Linked DNA regions of Sus scrofa: all the other regions are linked to region 1. A link is a contact called in public Hi-C and HiChIP or PLAC-seq data. All regions are on one chromosome and are shown on one strand. The core of a region is the stretch at or near the end of the contact, and the rest is flanking DNA. Distances in the headings are between cores, read along the strand shown.

Region 1 (4,942 bases), core at 1,400-3,899:
CAACACCAGATCCGAGCCGCGTCTGCGGCCTACACCACAGCTCACGGCAACACCGGATCGTTAACCCACAGAGCAAGGCCAGGGATCGAACCCGCAAGCTCATGGTTCCTAGTCAGTTGGTGTCCACTGCGCCACAATGGGAACTCTCAAGTCTTATCTTTGATCTACACCACAGCTCACAGCAATGCTGGATCCTTAACCCACTAAGCGAGGCCAGGGATCGAACCTCATGGATACTAATCAGGTTCTTTAACTGCTGACCCATGATGGGAATTCCCAGAACACTTTTTTCACCTCCTAAAAAACCCCATACAGGAGCTCCCTTTGTGGCTCAGTGGTTAACAAATCCAACTAGGAACTATGAGGACACGGGTTCGATCCCTGGCCTTGCTCAGTGGGTTAAGGATCTGGCATTGCCGTGAGCTGTGGTGTAGGTCACAGACGTGGCTTGGACCTGGTGTTGCTGTAGCTGTGGCGTAGGCTGGCAGCAACAACTCCGATTCGACCCCTAGCCTGGGAACCTCCATATGCCACGGGTGTGGCCCTAAAAAGATAAAACAAAACAAAACAAAACCCACATAGACAGGTGCTATTAGAAATTGCTATGAAGTGGCTCCTCCTCCCAGGTGCTGGCAATCTCTAATCTACTTCCTGTCACTATTTGCCTGTTCTGCATGTTTCACACACAGGGAATCACAAAATGTGTCCTTTTGTGTTTGGCTTCTTTTACTGACCGTAATGTTTTCAAAGTTGATCTCAGTGATTGGCAGGTTTTTGTTAGGAAGGTGGGAAAGAAAGTTGACTGGAGCAGTGAGATCTCAAGCAAGATTTATTGACCAGCAGAGTGGCCGGGAGCACTGAGCAAGCGGAACTCAGAGCCGCCTGCTCTTGGGGCAAGGGCTTTTTTATAGTCAGGGTGTCATGTGATGGGTCATGTGGTCTCAGGGAGCGAGGGGAAGGGGGCTTGGGAAACAGGGAAAGAGGATTTAGGTCAAGAGTGAATCTTATCAGTCCTTTTGGCTCTGTTTATTCTGAGGTTTAACAGCTCCTTGAATTATCTTGGTCCTGGGTCCTTCATCCGTGCTGGGGTCTGTTTCCTGTTATTTTGGAGCCTAGATGGGACCTTGGTGGTACGGTTGTTTTACCTCCTCCATTTGGTATTCTCCCTCCGGCTTATAGGCACTCCCTAGCAGTCTTAATACCTCCTTCCTTTTATAGCCAAACAGCATTCCATTGTGTGTATCCACCATGTTTTGTTTATCTGCTCATCAACTGATGGACATTTGGGTTGTTTCCACTTTTTGGCTCTTATGGATAATGCTACAATGAGCACTCATATTAATTTTTTTGTGTGGACATATGTTAGGTTTTGGTTTTTTATGGCTGCTCTTTTGGCATATGGAAGTTCCCGGGCCAGAGGTTGAATCCGAGCCACAGCTGCGACCTACACCATAGCTGCGGCGACACTGGATCCTTTCACCTGCTGTGCCAGGCCAAGGATCAAACCCGCACTTCCGCAGCAACCCAAGCTGCTGCAGCCATGTTCTTAACCCATCGTGCCACAGTGGGAACCCCACAGACATATGTTTTTGATTCTCAAGTATAAACCTATAAATATAAATGGCTTTTTAAGAGCACAACTTTAAGAAGGCTTTATCTTTATATATTTCTCACTTAACTCCATCATGTGTCTGTTTCAAAACAATACATTAAGTTATTACCAGTTACTTATTTAAGCTACCAGGTGAATTACTTCATTCTTCTCCAGGAAGCTGAGTAACACTGGCCCCACAGGAAATGCCCCCTGGCTTCTGTCACTCACCGCACTGCATGGCTGGGTGCCAGCATGTCAGCAGCACTCTGATGGGGCATTGGGAATGCAGCTCTGAACAGGGCATCGCTTACCTTTTTGTCAATAACTCTTGCTTCCTGGAAGAATCATAACGTCTTAAAATCTTGAAATTTAAGAACTACATAGGATTCTTGGAACCCATCTAATCCTATCCCTTTGTTTTATAGATCATTGAACTGAGGGAGAGGCCCAAGAGGTTAAAATGTTTGCCTGGGTCCCTAGAGCTGGTTAGTTAGGTAACTAGTATGAGAAACCAAGATCTCTTGACTCAGTTCGGTGCTGTGACTGTTCAACTTCACTTTGACTCTGTTGTCTGAATTTAAAGTCATAAAACAAAAAATAAACATAATTTATGTCGGTGGCATTTTCAGTTTAAAGTTTATAGAAAATGCTTTCTGAGTCTTTGAGGGAAAAGCTGACTATCAGCCTTTTCTTATGAATTCACAGGGACAGGGAGGCAAAATAGGAGTGATATCATTACTTTTAAAATACCGTCACTTTTCGTTGATGCATAAGAAAGAAAGAATTGTAGGCATTTATAAATTCAGAGAGACATAAACAAAGGTCAGTTATTTCTATTCCCTTTAGAGGCAGCCTTTTTTTCTTCTCATCACATTCTAACATTTACTTAACCAGTAGTTTAAAAAGAGGTATAAGGATTGTACGTAATTATATTATCCAAGTATAGCCCAATTACGCAACGGATTATGTAGTTAATCACTTGGATCCTTTAAATGTCATGCTAGATGTAGTTTATCCTTCTCACAGTGAGTCAGAAGCAGGAATGGGTCCATTCACTATTTCCAGTAAATGGCTTACCACCAGCAGGTGTTGTGACTGATGGGAAAGGGTCAGACTGGAACACACACTTATTTGATCTCAGAAATGTACCCTTAGTTCTTACATAGGGCTATGCATGAGGCCTCAGGCAGCTGAGCGTGTTGGCAGCACTGCAGCTACTCCTGAGCTCACAAGAGGCCCTGGATCCCCTCTGTGTCTGGGCATATTATTCCTTAGTGCAAAGCAGAGAACAGGCGTCGGGTCCAGGCAAGGGTCTCAGCTCCACCATCCCATGTGTGATCGGGGGCACATCACCTCAAGATCCACACCTGTCATCTGTAAAATTGTGGTGGAGGGGGGTGTGGATGGACTAGCAGATCTTGAAACACACTCTTGGCTTTAAAGTGCTACGGTTGTACCGCCTAGTAAGATGTCGAGTATATTGGATGGGACGTAGAACAGAAAGATAAGAGCTCAGGTCTTAAAAGTCATTCAGAACCATCTTTGAGTCCAGTGTGACATGAGACAATTTACTTAACTTCCCTAAACTTCCATCGTGTGATACTTAAAAGGGGAATGATGATTGTACGATGACAAAAATACCTAACTCATCGGGCTGTCAAGGAGGAAATGGCATATTGTAAATGCAAAGTCTTTAGCACAGTGCCTGATGAATCTGTGATGCAGTAATTATTTATTAGTAGTAAGTAGTGTTGCGATTTCCTTGAGGAACATTTTATCCTAATAATGTACTCTTCCCTTAAGAAATGAATATAAATCCAGCATATTTAATAATATTATAAACTGTGTAGACTACAGTTTTGTTTTAAAAATGATGAGTAATTAACCCTAAAGTAAACTGGAAAACAACTCATTATTTAGGTGATTAAACAGTAGGCATGATGAAGGACGAAACAGGATACAGAGGTAAAGGGTATGAATTTATCTTCCCCATAGCTTTATTGTTGATTGTAATCTTCCGCATGTATTTTTGGTCTATCTTGATTTGGAGGTAGAATCATCTGTGGAAAATTTAAGTTAATGGCTCTTCAGAAGTGAGACCTACATTATTTTTTGACACAAGATTATTGTAGGTTTTTTTTATCATGTAGAAGTAAATAGTAAATCTTGCCAACCCCAAGTAAGCTGCCCCCCTTGTCATCTCTGCTCTGATTTTTGCATGTACTATTTTGGCATGAACCAAGGACTTAGAAGCTTAATAATTTTGGAGACAGATACCCAGATATTTGTCCTCAGAATATTGGTGTGAAACTATCACTGTTCAATAGCAGTTTGCTAAATGACGTGAAGGAATTTCTTTTCTTTCTTTCTTTTCTTTTTTTTTTTTTTTTTTTTTTTGATAAAATATCTACAGAATCAGAACCCTTGGGGAAGGTAGGACACTCCTAGTTAGATGGTTGATTCTTGGAGAATTACTGTTCAGTTCTCCAAAGGAAAGATGAGCTGTCTGTGGATGTGTAATGTCATGAGAGTGTAGATGAGATTTTTTAATAATCATCTCTGAATTTATATGCCCTGAATTTATATGCCCTGTATGTCCCATGCCTTCACCATCTTATGTTACTTCACTGTTGTAGGAGACGAAGAAAGGAAAAATTTGGACTCCTCATTGCTGTCTGACTAGCTTCCAGTGTAAACAGCTCAATCCAGAAATGCTTTTCACTACATTGTAATTTCTTATTAGGGTAGTATTCTTCAGTCTCTGAAGTTTCTTTCATATTTCTTTTATAGGAGGCCAATTGTAAGAACTTACCCATCCTTTTAAAAAAGGACTTCGAAAGAGATGCTCAGAAGCCATCTCCAAAAACCAGGGTAGGTTTTATCTGTTCTTTCACTGTGTGAAACGTTTAGCAAAATTCTTTATTTTGTGTTTTCATGCTCTGTTGCTTGGGTTTCCCTCAGCGCTTCCCCTTCCACCTTTTTTTTTTTTTGGACCTCACTGTCCATGTAGTATATTTAATTCAAGGTTATATTTATTGATAAATTCTTAGGACACTCCTGTTATTTAACAGACAGTGATATTTTTTAGTAGACAGTTTTACTTCTGCTCAATCAGAATTGTTTCCACTGTATTCCCTATGACACAGAGGCCACTCAGGTGTAATGGAAGGTTACTTCCGGGGGTGAAATAAAATGGGCAACTGTAATTTTTCTTTTGCAAAATAGAAATCACTTCATTGATTTTTTTTTCATGATTATAAAAATAGCACATGATCAGTGGAAATTATTTAAGTAAATTTTAACAAAAAAAATTAAAACCATCATACATATGATAGAATAAAGGGTTCC
Region 2 (4,942 bases), core at 630-3,129, 180 kb after region 1:
TTACAATGTTTCAGGAGTACAGAAAAGTGATTCAGGTACGAATATATATGTATAGTCCTTTTCAGCTTCTTTTCTAGTATAGGTTATTACCGGGCGTTGAATACAGTTCCCTGTGCTATACGGTAGGTCCTGGTTTACTTTACTTTTGAAGAACTTAAAAGTTCTGGGCAAGATTAGACCAAAGGTAGGGAAGGTAGAGATAGGATGAAGGATACATTTCTCCCTGGTAGCAGAGCGCCAGGCTTCTCCAACTGGAATACTGACCATGGGTAATGCGGAAGTAGTCCTGGTGGATACAGGCTGGGGGCAGGTGCCAACATCTGCTTTTCTTTGCTTTTTAAGCCACACCCATATGGAGGTTCCCAGGCTAGGGGTCCAATCGGAGCTTTAGCTGCCAGCCTACACCACAGCTCGTGGCAACCCTGGATCCTTAACCCCCTAAGCGAGGCCAGGGATCGAACCTGCATCCTCATAGATACTAGTCGGATTCCTTTCCACTGCGCCACAACAGACACTCCACAATCTACATTTTTGACAAGTTTCCAGGTGCCAAGATGCTGCTGGACCAAAGACCTTACTTGAAGGAGAGGGTGCAGACTGCACCCTGGGTATTTCGGGGAATGAGCAGCTCCCATCCGTTCAAAATCCAGGTTGACAGAAACCGGCGCACCTGATGCCAGCGGAGGCCAAGGGCTGCCTGATGTTTAAGGTCCTGATGTGGACGGATGGCCCAGCTCCATGGTCTGGGCACAGTCCTTTCTCTCCCCATCTCTGCCGCTTCGTCTGAAAAACGGGAACAGTCGTAGTACCCACCTTATTGGGGTTATTGTGAATTGACTTGGAGGAACACACAGCGAGGCTTCAGCACGCGGGGCCGCGTGCTGCTGTCATCAGCACAGAGACAAGGATTCTTTCTAGGTTGACGTCCAAACAAGGCATGTTTGAAGCAGGACAGGAAAGGCATGGTGCTCCCCCACCCCCACTGCCCTCCCCCTCTGATCCTCGTTTGCATGAAAAACAGCACAGGTACCTCCAGCCCTTCAAGCACCAGTCAGGACCAACCGGTGGGCAAGATTTCTGGATTCTCTTTGCAGAAAGAGTAAAATTGGGAGACGGGCTCAGATCCCGTGTTGCTGTGGCTCTGGCGTAGGCCAGCGGCTACAACTCCAATTCACCCCAGCCTGGGAACCTCCATATGCCGCGCGGGAGCGGCCCAAGAAATGGCAAAAAGACAAAAACAAAAAAAAAAAAAAGTAAAATTTGGACTATTCTCAAGGAGTTTGCCTCAAAACCTGTGTGCGGCTTTCTCCAAACATCTCTGCTTGCTCAGTCCCTCCCCTGCCAGAGGCCCCTTCTCCCTAAAGCATCTTGGGAGGCCTGTATGGGCTCAGACACGTACAAAAGAAGGAACCAAACAGCAGTGGAGACAGAGGTGGCAACGCCTGAGATGCATTCAGGGAAGGAAGGGAAAAACTTTTGAACAGATTTCTAGGTCATGTGGTGTCTTGAAGTTTCTGTCTCAGGCTATATTTTTAAACAACTAAAGACAAAGCATACCCCAGGGAGGAGAGCTGCTGGGGTTCTGGCAAGCTCTAATCAGCAGACTGCATTTCATCCAGCCCGAGGGCAAGGCTGGAAGGGGCGAGGGCCTGGGGTCTTCCTTCTCTGCCCCATCCGCCCCAGGGGGGCAAAGTGCCAGCAATGGAGCAAGCTTTGGGTTCAAATGACCTCACACACTCATCGAAGGAGGGCCCTGCCCCCATTACCTCAGAAATGCAGACTCCAAGTCTCCTCGGCAAACAGTCTGCCTGTGACTTGAACTTGAGAGTCCTGGGGCCAACATCTGAGCTCCCGAGAGCGCCCAGGCACGAAAGGTCAGAAGACCAGTTTTCAACAACTAGAAGCCTTTGGCAGGGGCAGGCTGGTTCTGCCGGGCCCATGAGCCAGTACCTAGTTGGCACTTGATGTTGACCTTTGCCCCTCAAGCGCTCCGGCCTCCTGTGACCCCGTGGTGATTGGGGTTATTTCTGAACCTGCTCTTTGGCTTGCTCTGTCTCCTAATCCTCAAGAAAAGCTGACCATCAAACACTTCATCTGATTTAGGGTTTGCCTTCATCTGAGGTGCGTGTGTGTTTGTGTGTGTGTGTGTGTGTTGTGTGTTTTAGTTCTTAATTTCTCAGGAAGTTCAATACCAATGGGAGCTGAATCAATAATTACCGTAGATGGTATCCAACTCCCTGGGATTAGGCCCAGGAAAATCAGCTTTTAAAAGATCTGAAGACCATGTGACTGCGAGGCCTGCCAAGCATCCAGCCACTCTTGGAAGAAAAAAAGAAAAAAAGCTGACAACTGAACTAATTTTCTCCACACATAACCGAGGAGGACACACTCCGTGACTTTTAGAAGGAAATAAAGGACCAGAGCCTGGTTTATTTATACAGATGCAAAGACTCCTCCACCAGGGGGTGGGACTCCTTCTCCAGCACCTCCTCTCTCGCGTATCCCGGTTTCTCACTCCACACGGAAAGGGCATTAAGAGGGAAACCCAAACCCATGCCCGACTCAGTGTGGACAAGCGTTTGAGTCCATCTAGGTTGGCATCCTTGACGTCAGAGACCAGCAGTTGCCACGCCCTACGCAGGGTCTGCTCTTGTCAGGTCACCCCGACCCGGAAGGGTGTGGCAGTAGCTTCCGTCACATCCCGCTGGAGAATTCCCTGGATCTAATCCATAGGAGAAAACATCCACCTTTCCCAGAATTCATGAGGATCTACTCCCTCCTCCTCCTCCCAAGCGCTTCCTCAGCCATTTGAGACACTGATCCCCAAGATAAGGCTCCTGCTGGAGGCTGCCAACCGCCCCCATCAATGCCCCACAAAGGCGTCTCTTAAAGATGGAGACGTTCCCACACCAGAAGACTCACGACGCCAGCAACCCTGGCGACCAACAGAGACGTGCAAAGGCAACACGGGCATCGTGTTCTTAGATATTTTAGAGTCTTGACAGTTGGTTTAAAATCTGCTTGGCTCTGTTGTTGAGAACCAAAGAAAACTGGAGATAACCCACACTTCTATTTCTTTTTGAGAGGAAATGATAAAATCCTGCAGACTAGCCTTGATTTTAATTTACTCTCTTCTATGCTTGACCCTACCACAAAACACTCTATGAAATCTGTTTTGATACGGTGTTGTATGCCCTCCTTTATTCCATCTTTATCGACCTCATCTGGTTAACTGTGATTTGGCTATTTTTTCCAGCTCTAGTGAGATATATGATTGACATGTAACATTGTGTAAGTTTAGGGTCTGCAGTATGTGCGTTGATCCACACACAGGTTGTAAAATGATTACTATGCTAGCCTTAGCTAACACTGCCATCACATCGCATAATTATCATTTCTTCTTTGCTGTTAGAACATGCAAGAACTACTCTCTCGGAGTTCCCATCGTGGCGCAGTGGTTAATGAATCCGACTAGGAACCATGAGGTGGCGGGTTCGATCCCTGACCTTGCTCAGTGGGTTAACGATCCGGTGTTGCCATGAGCTGTGGTGTAGGTCACAGACTCGGCTTGGATCCCGCGTTGCTGTGGCTCTGGCGTAGGCTGGCAGCTCCAGCTCCGATTGGACCCCTAGCCTGGGAACCTCCATGTGCCGCGGGAGCAGCCCTAGAAATGGCAAAAAGACAAAAAAAAAAAAAAAAAAAGAACTACTCTCTCAACAACATTCAAGTATATAATGCAACATCGTTAACTAGAACTACCATGTTGTTCCCTAGAGCTCCAGAATGTATTCACCTATAACTGGAAGTTTGTATCCTTCGATCAACAGCTCCCTACTTTCCCTGGTAACTATCATTCTGCTCTCTGGTTCTATGAGTTAGTTAGGCTTTTCAGACTCCACATGTAAGTGAGATCATATACTATTTGTCTCTCTCCATCTGACTTATTTCGCAGAGCGTAATCCTTTTGAGGTCCATCCATGTTGTCTCCGATGGCAGAATTTCCTTCTTCCGTATGCGTGACATCCCATCCTGTGTGTACTGTGCTTTCTCTGTCCACTCATCCACTGCAGACCCGTCATGTCCATAGTCTGGACACTGTAGATCATGCTTCAGGGACCACGGAAGGCAGATCCTCTCTTCACCATCGCGACTTCACGTCCTTTGGATAAATACCCAGAAGCGGGATGGCTGGATCACACGGTAGTTCCATTTTTAATTGTTTGAGGCATCTTCATAATGTTTTCCGCAGTAGCCGTCCTGATTTACACTCCCACCAACAGTACACACCAGCACTGAGAGCCATTTGAACAGGTGTGAGATGACTGTCTCCTTGTGGTTTTAATTTGCCTTTCCGAGATGTTTAGTGATGTCAAGTGCCACGCCAAGTACGTGTTGACCATTTGTATGTCTTATTTGAAAAAGCATCTGTTGAGTTCTAGTGCCCATTTTTAAATCAGATGGTTTGGTTATTTTTGCTATTGAGTTGTGTGAGTTCTTGACATATTTTGAATATTAACTCCTTATCAGATAGATGATTTGCAAATATTTTCTCCCACTCCATAAGTTGCATTTTTATGTCGTTTCTTTTGCTGTGCAGAAGCTTTTTTAAAAAAAATGACTTTTATTTTTTTCCATTATAGCTGGTTTACAGTGTTCTATCAATTTTCTACTGTACAGCAAGGTGACCCAGTCACACATACATGTATACATTCATTTTCCTCACATTATCATGCTCCATCATAAGTGATTAGATATAGTTCCTAGGGCTAGATGCTTTTTAGTTTGCTGTAATCCCACCTATCAATTTTTGTTTTTGTTGCTAGAGCTTTTGGTATCATATCCAAAAATCATCACAAAGACCAATGTCAAGAAGCCTTTTCCCTGTGTTTTCTTCTAAGAGTTTTAGTTTCAGGTCTTATATTTAATCTTTATCTTGGGTTAA
Region 3 (4,942 bases), core at 1,492-3,991, 130 kb after region 1:
GTAACACACGTACATGGATTTTGCTTAGTGGTCTTTTAATGCAGGTATGAATCTTGGAGTTCAACAAAATTTGGGCCCAAATCGCCAAGACCCCTGTGTGTTGGAGTCTGCCGAATGTAAACGTGCTCTTATTTGCCTCTTGGCCTCTTCCTGCGTGGGGACGGCTTCACTTCTGTGCTCAGCCACCTGAGTTGTGTGTAGAACCTGTGGGCCGTTTTCACAGAGGTGGTCAAAAAACCTTACAGATAGCCTTCCTGATAAGCATTAGGCCCTCTTGGTCGGCCCGAATGAAATACATGCTGTTTCAAATAAGTTCCCTCTTTTCATTTTGTTCCCATCTTGGTTAATATAAAGATTTAACATTCAATATCACAGTTACGAAGGCTCTTCCCTCCATTTCTATTCATGGATATTTGACAGCTTAGGTATAAGCTGCATTTTCCCCCAGATGAAAAGATGTTTAAATAAGCAACGAATGTTGCCGTGGCTTCTGATTAGAGTCAAGGTCAGATTCCTCAAGTCTAGTCCTCAGGGCCCCTGGTGGTCTAAGAGTCTGGGCTTTGCTATGTTTAGCTATAAAATGTGGATAATACCCCATAAGGACGTTATAGGGCACAGTGACCTTTGCTGCGTTGCTGCCAGAGAGCTTTGTGAATGGGCCGATAAAGTTCAACACACAATTTTAGGCCAGCAGCATATAATAAACTGTCACGATTTTACCGGTTTTCACAAAGATAGGCATCCGAGGACTAGAAGTCATTGATGCCTGCATATTCTCTGATTTTTCTATTTTAAAGAAAGGAAGGTCTGTTGCTGTGTATTTCTTTCTGTTCCTACCGGGCGACCCACAGTGTTTTTGTTACAGAATATGGAAAGCGTCAGTCCCACACCGTCTCAGGAGAGGCCTGGACCTCAGGATGTGGCGTTGATGTCCAATGAGAGGTAATTTTAGAGCTTTCTCCTAACGGTGTTTACAAGACCATGAATAGATTTTGTTTTTTCCCTTAATACAATGTTTAAGGACTAAAAAGAATAGAATTAAGGGACTCTCTGTTTACCAACCGTATTTTATAGCAAGGACAATGCTTCGAATGGAAACTCCCCCGTGGTGCTTTTCAAGGCAGATAACCGTGTGCGTGTTTTATGTTCCTCAATTTTTATTTTGCTTCATTTTTTGTTTTGTTTTTTTGTTTTTTGTGGGGTTTTTTTTTTTGCCTTTTCTTGAGCTGCTCCCACGGCATATGGAGGTTCCCAGACTAGAGGTCTAATTGGAGCTGTAGCCACCGGCCTCCTCCAGAGCCACAACAATGTGGGATCTGAGCCACATCTGCGACCCACACCACAGCTCATGGCAACGCCGGATCCTTAACCCACTGAGTGAGGCCAGGGATTGAACCCGCAACCTCATGGTTCCTAGTCGGATTCGTTAACCACAGCGCCACGATGGGAACTCCTTGTTTTGGTGTTGAATGTCATAAGAATTTTATGTAAAGCTACCGAGCCTACTTTTAAAATACCTGAAATCTTCACTGTGGTGGGTGAGAAGCAATGTTATAAAACAGAGTGACATCTTATGACATTTTGTTGTTGCTGTTATTTGTAGCAAAGAACATGAAAAAGACGGCAGACACACGCAGCATTTTGAGGTGAGTAGCTGAACAAGGCAGACTGTGACCGTGACATTCGTGAGAGTCTATGGGCGGTGTGATTTGCTTATCAGTAAGGGATGCAGAGATTAAGTGATGGGATGTTGACTGGTGAGAATGGCAAATACCGAGCCAGCACAATTCTTGAGAAATTGCAAAAATTTCATTCCTTGGCTCTTGAAATTCTTTTATTTTGAGTGTGAGATAAACTTTAATAGCCTGGTGATTTCTTCTTCGATTTTCTGTACCATAAGACAAAACAAAAAAGCAAAGCTGCTGGTTAGATTTTTCCATTTTTTCATGCATTTTTTAAGTGACTGAAATAAATAGGTGGTGAGGCTTCGTGGATTTGTCACAGAGATTATCTCATTAATTTTGAAGTTAACACAAAATCAGTTCAATCTAATAAATCCAAAGCATTTTCTGACCTTTGGGTCTTGTTTTAAGTAACCTGCAGAGGGAAAAAAAAAAAATCTAATTCCTTTCTGTTGTCCATATCTTAAAGTTTCAGTTACTTTCCTGGCTTCCCTGTGGTCCTCTGAGGCATTGCCACATTGACCTAAGTATCTGATTTCCTTTGCTCCCAAAGCTGGCTTCCATTCAGTGTGCTCAGCTCCATTTTTCATTCATGCATGGGTATGTTATCCTCTGCGTCTCAGTGCTTCCAACTCCACCTTCAGTCTTATTATCAGCTTTCTTTTTGGCAAGAATTAAAGCTTTTCTCAGCCTGTTCTTGGATTCTGACTCTGGATATATTAATTATCCACAGACCTCGTCTTCTACCCTAGTGATTCTTAATCCCTGTTGGACACTCCCTTCTGACCTCAGTCATATATATGGAGTCCTACTATGTGCAGGTGCTGTGCTAGGAGCTGGTCTTTAGTAACAGCTGCAGTTCCTGCCTCCATAGAGTTTTCGTACCTAGCAGATTAAGAATCTGAAAACTCTGGAGCCCCTTCTTAGAAAAAAAGCACACCCAGGTAAAATTGGGCATAAAATTGCTGGAAATGAATGGCCGCCTGACAACACCCCCACCCCAACCCCGGCTTCTAGCCTCCTCATATGCAATTTCTCATGTTCATGCCTTCATTAATCCAGCCAGATGGTAGGAAGGAGAGGCTTCCTCTCTCTGACTTCACAGCCTCTAAGCCACTTCTTTCATCCCTTTTACGCTTCCCTCCTTGGGAACCAGGCACCAAATGGGCATTTTTGTCCTTATCTCTGGGTAGCTCTCTTCAGAGAGGGGTGTCTCCATGAGACAGTGTTTTTCTTCTCCTTCTGTTTCATCCTTTCTCTGCCTCTTCCTCTGTTCCCAGCAAGCGCCTGCTCGACATGCCATTGCAAATTTTTTTAAAGCAAATGGCATGCCAGCCTCCCGGAGAGGTCTCTGTGCTTGCCTTTCGTGCCTCTCATCCTGTAGGAGATAAAAGGGTAGGAAGCAACCTTCGTGGTAGAACTTCGTCATATTAACTCATAAGTTCCAAGTGGTACCCAAACGAAACCCACGCTGAACTCGGTTTGTCTTGGTGTTTTGGGGCGCCGGCTCCCATGGCAGTGACGGCGTCATGGGGAAAGAATCTCAAATCTTTCTTCCACGGGCCAGGACCTTTCCTGCCATGTGTCGCCTGTGAGCATTTACCAATCAGCACCCAGCCCACGGCAGGCACTCCTGACACACTCACCATTAATAATCATTGTCATCATGGTCCCTTGAGCCAGGAGATAAAATTAGGCAGTGAATTAAAATCTAGACTAAGCCCTCCGTGTCATCTTGCTCTCGCAACTGCTCCAAAGGAGAGGGAAAAAGACATCCCTCCACCAAGCAAGAATCATTTCCCACTTTCTTTCCCTGAAAGAAACATGTTTTATTATTAATGAAGGACCATGAAAAGGCCCGGCTTTCATTTTTAAAGCCCTTTCCCTTGTTTACTGCGTATTATAATTTTGTACCTTTTCACATATGTAGTACTTTCTAGAATTGCTACAACCCACATAGTCAATCTGGTTTTCTAATAATACTGCAATCATTCCTAAATTTCAGAGCTGGAAAGTCAGTCAGTCTGGAGCTGGGTTACCCCTCCTAGAATTCTGTTGAAGTGTTTTGGGTATTTTTTCCCGTGTCTCCGATAGCATCAGATTGAGATGCTCTAAGGCACCTGTCCCCTATGAATAGATCTGATAGTGTTTCCAGCTTTATTTTCCATTAGGGCAGATTTCGTCCTCATGAATTTTGCCCTTTGAATTTTTTGCCCATAAATGCCCAGATTCATACAGGATGGCGCCGCTGATGACCGCTCTAGGAGGAAGGTGGTTTGTCTTTCTCGTTTGACTAATATTTTCGTTTGAATGGGGACCATTATAACCTCGAGCCTCAGAAACGATCCTCGGGGTACCTGAGCAGAGAGAGGCTGTCTCCCAGGCTGCTGCTCAAAGGCAAAGGCAGGCACATCTGTGGCTTTGTTTCTTAAAGCATCATTCTGCAGTATCAAGTGTGCTTTGTTTGAATGCATGTATTGAAAAGGAAACGGGGGCCTCTCCTTTGTTGCCTGTCTTTTTTAATTTATTTGAATTATACAACGAATCTTATCCCAAAGCTGAGATCTCGGATGGTCAGAGTTATCCATTTCTGGTTCACCCGCATTTCTTACGTGGTTTGTATTAAAAATCTGTTTAGTGACACATTGGCGATGGGGAAAGAGTTAGAGGCACTTCAAAATGCCAAAAACTAAAGTATAATTTCTTCAGCTCCGTTTTAGAGAGGCTGACATTTTAGTAAAATTTCCTGCTTGGACTGGATGAAATAAGATGACATGTGCAAAAGCCTAGCACCCTGTTCCCTGAGCACGTGGAGTGGAGTTCGGAGTCTTTGTTCTCCTGTTTGTCTTTAAACTCATTTGACAACTGGAAGGATCCAGGAGAGAGGTGGTTTTTAAAACTGGCAATGTCTAGATTCTGAAAGCAGACACTCAAGAGTATGGGTTTTCAGAGTTCTGTCTGCAATGAAGTTTATACTTGACGCCTCCATTTCACTCCTCCCAATAAGTTATTTTCTCTTGTGGAGCTATTTCATGCTTCCGTATAAAATCCAGAATATGCAAGTTACAGCCTCATCCTTAATCTTTTTTTTTTTTTTTGTCTCAAAAGCAAAACGTGGAAAAGTCATTAACTACATGGGAGGCTATTCCCTTATCTGGAAGAAGTCATTATAATCAAAAGCATAAGGTTAATGAAGTGTTAAATTCTTTCAAGATATTTTTACATTCTTTATGCTTTCTAAGCCTGCTGCTTAGAAGAGC

The links. Hi-C and Micro-C count contacts between places; a contact is called where the count stands out from the background. HiChIP or PLAC-seq counts read pairs in DNA pulled down with a chosen protein or histone mark.
Region 2: a contact with region 1 is called in an H3K27ac HiChIP or PLAC-seq map of skeletal muscle. The contact joins two enhancer-like sites. A contact is called at or near these places in 1 of 47 Hi-C or Micro-C datasets (skeletal muscle) and 1 of 2 datasets of contacts at active chromatin or transcription factors (skeletal muscle).
Region 3: a Hi-C map of skeletal muscle shows a contact between it and region 1, with 5 times the contacts expected there. The contact joins two enhancer-like sites. A contact is called at or near these places in 1 of 47 Hi-C or Micro-C datasets (skeletal muscle) and 1 of 2 datasets of contacts at active chromatin or transcription factors (skeletal muscle).

The regions. Positions count from the first base shown.
Region 1 is chr8:130,148,447-130,153,388 of Sscrofa11.1, forward strand. It overlaps FAM13A (protein FAM13A), which reads left to right. Exons shown (of 24, transcript XM_021100748.1): 7 at 4,385-4,465. Among named protein-coding and RNA genes, the nearest start is that of FAM13A, 130 kb to the left of the region's middle. Within about 2 kb of position 2,650, at least 8 of the 83 cell types and tissues checked have an H3K27ac peak or open chromatin away from gene starts, as enhancers often do. A contact at or near this core is called in skeletal muscle, where this site is marked.
Region 2 is chr8:130,329,747-130,334,688 of Sscrofa11.1, forward strand. No RefSeq gene overlaps it. Among named protein-coding and RNA genes, the nearest start is that of NAP1L5, 32 kb to the right of the region's middle. Within about 2 kb of position 1,880, at least 14 of the 83 cell types and tissues checked have an H3K27ac peak or open chromatin away from gene starts, as enhancers often do. A contact at or near this core is called in skeletal muscle, where this site is marked.
Region 3 is chr8:130,276,555-130,281,496 of Sscrofa11.1, forward strand. It overlaps FAM13A (protein FAM13A), which reads left to right. Exons shown (of 24, transcript XM_021100748.1): 13 at 866-942; 14 at 1,604-1,646. Among named protein-coding and RNA genes, the nearest start is that of NAP1L5, 86 kb to the right of the region's middle. Within about 2 kb of position 2,742, at least 2 of the 83 cell types and tissues checked have an H3K27ac peak or open chromatin away from gene starts, as enhancers often do. A contact at or near this core is called in skeletal muscle, where this site is marked.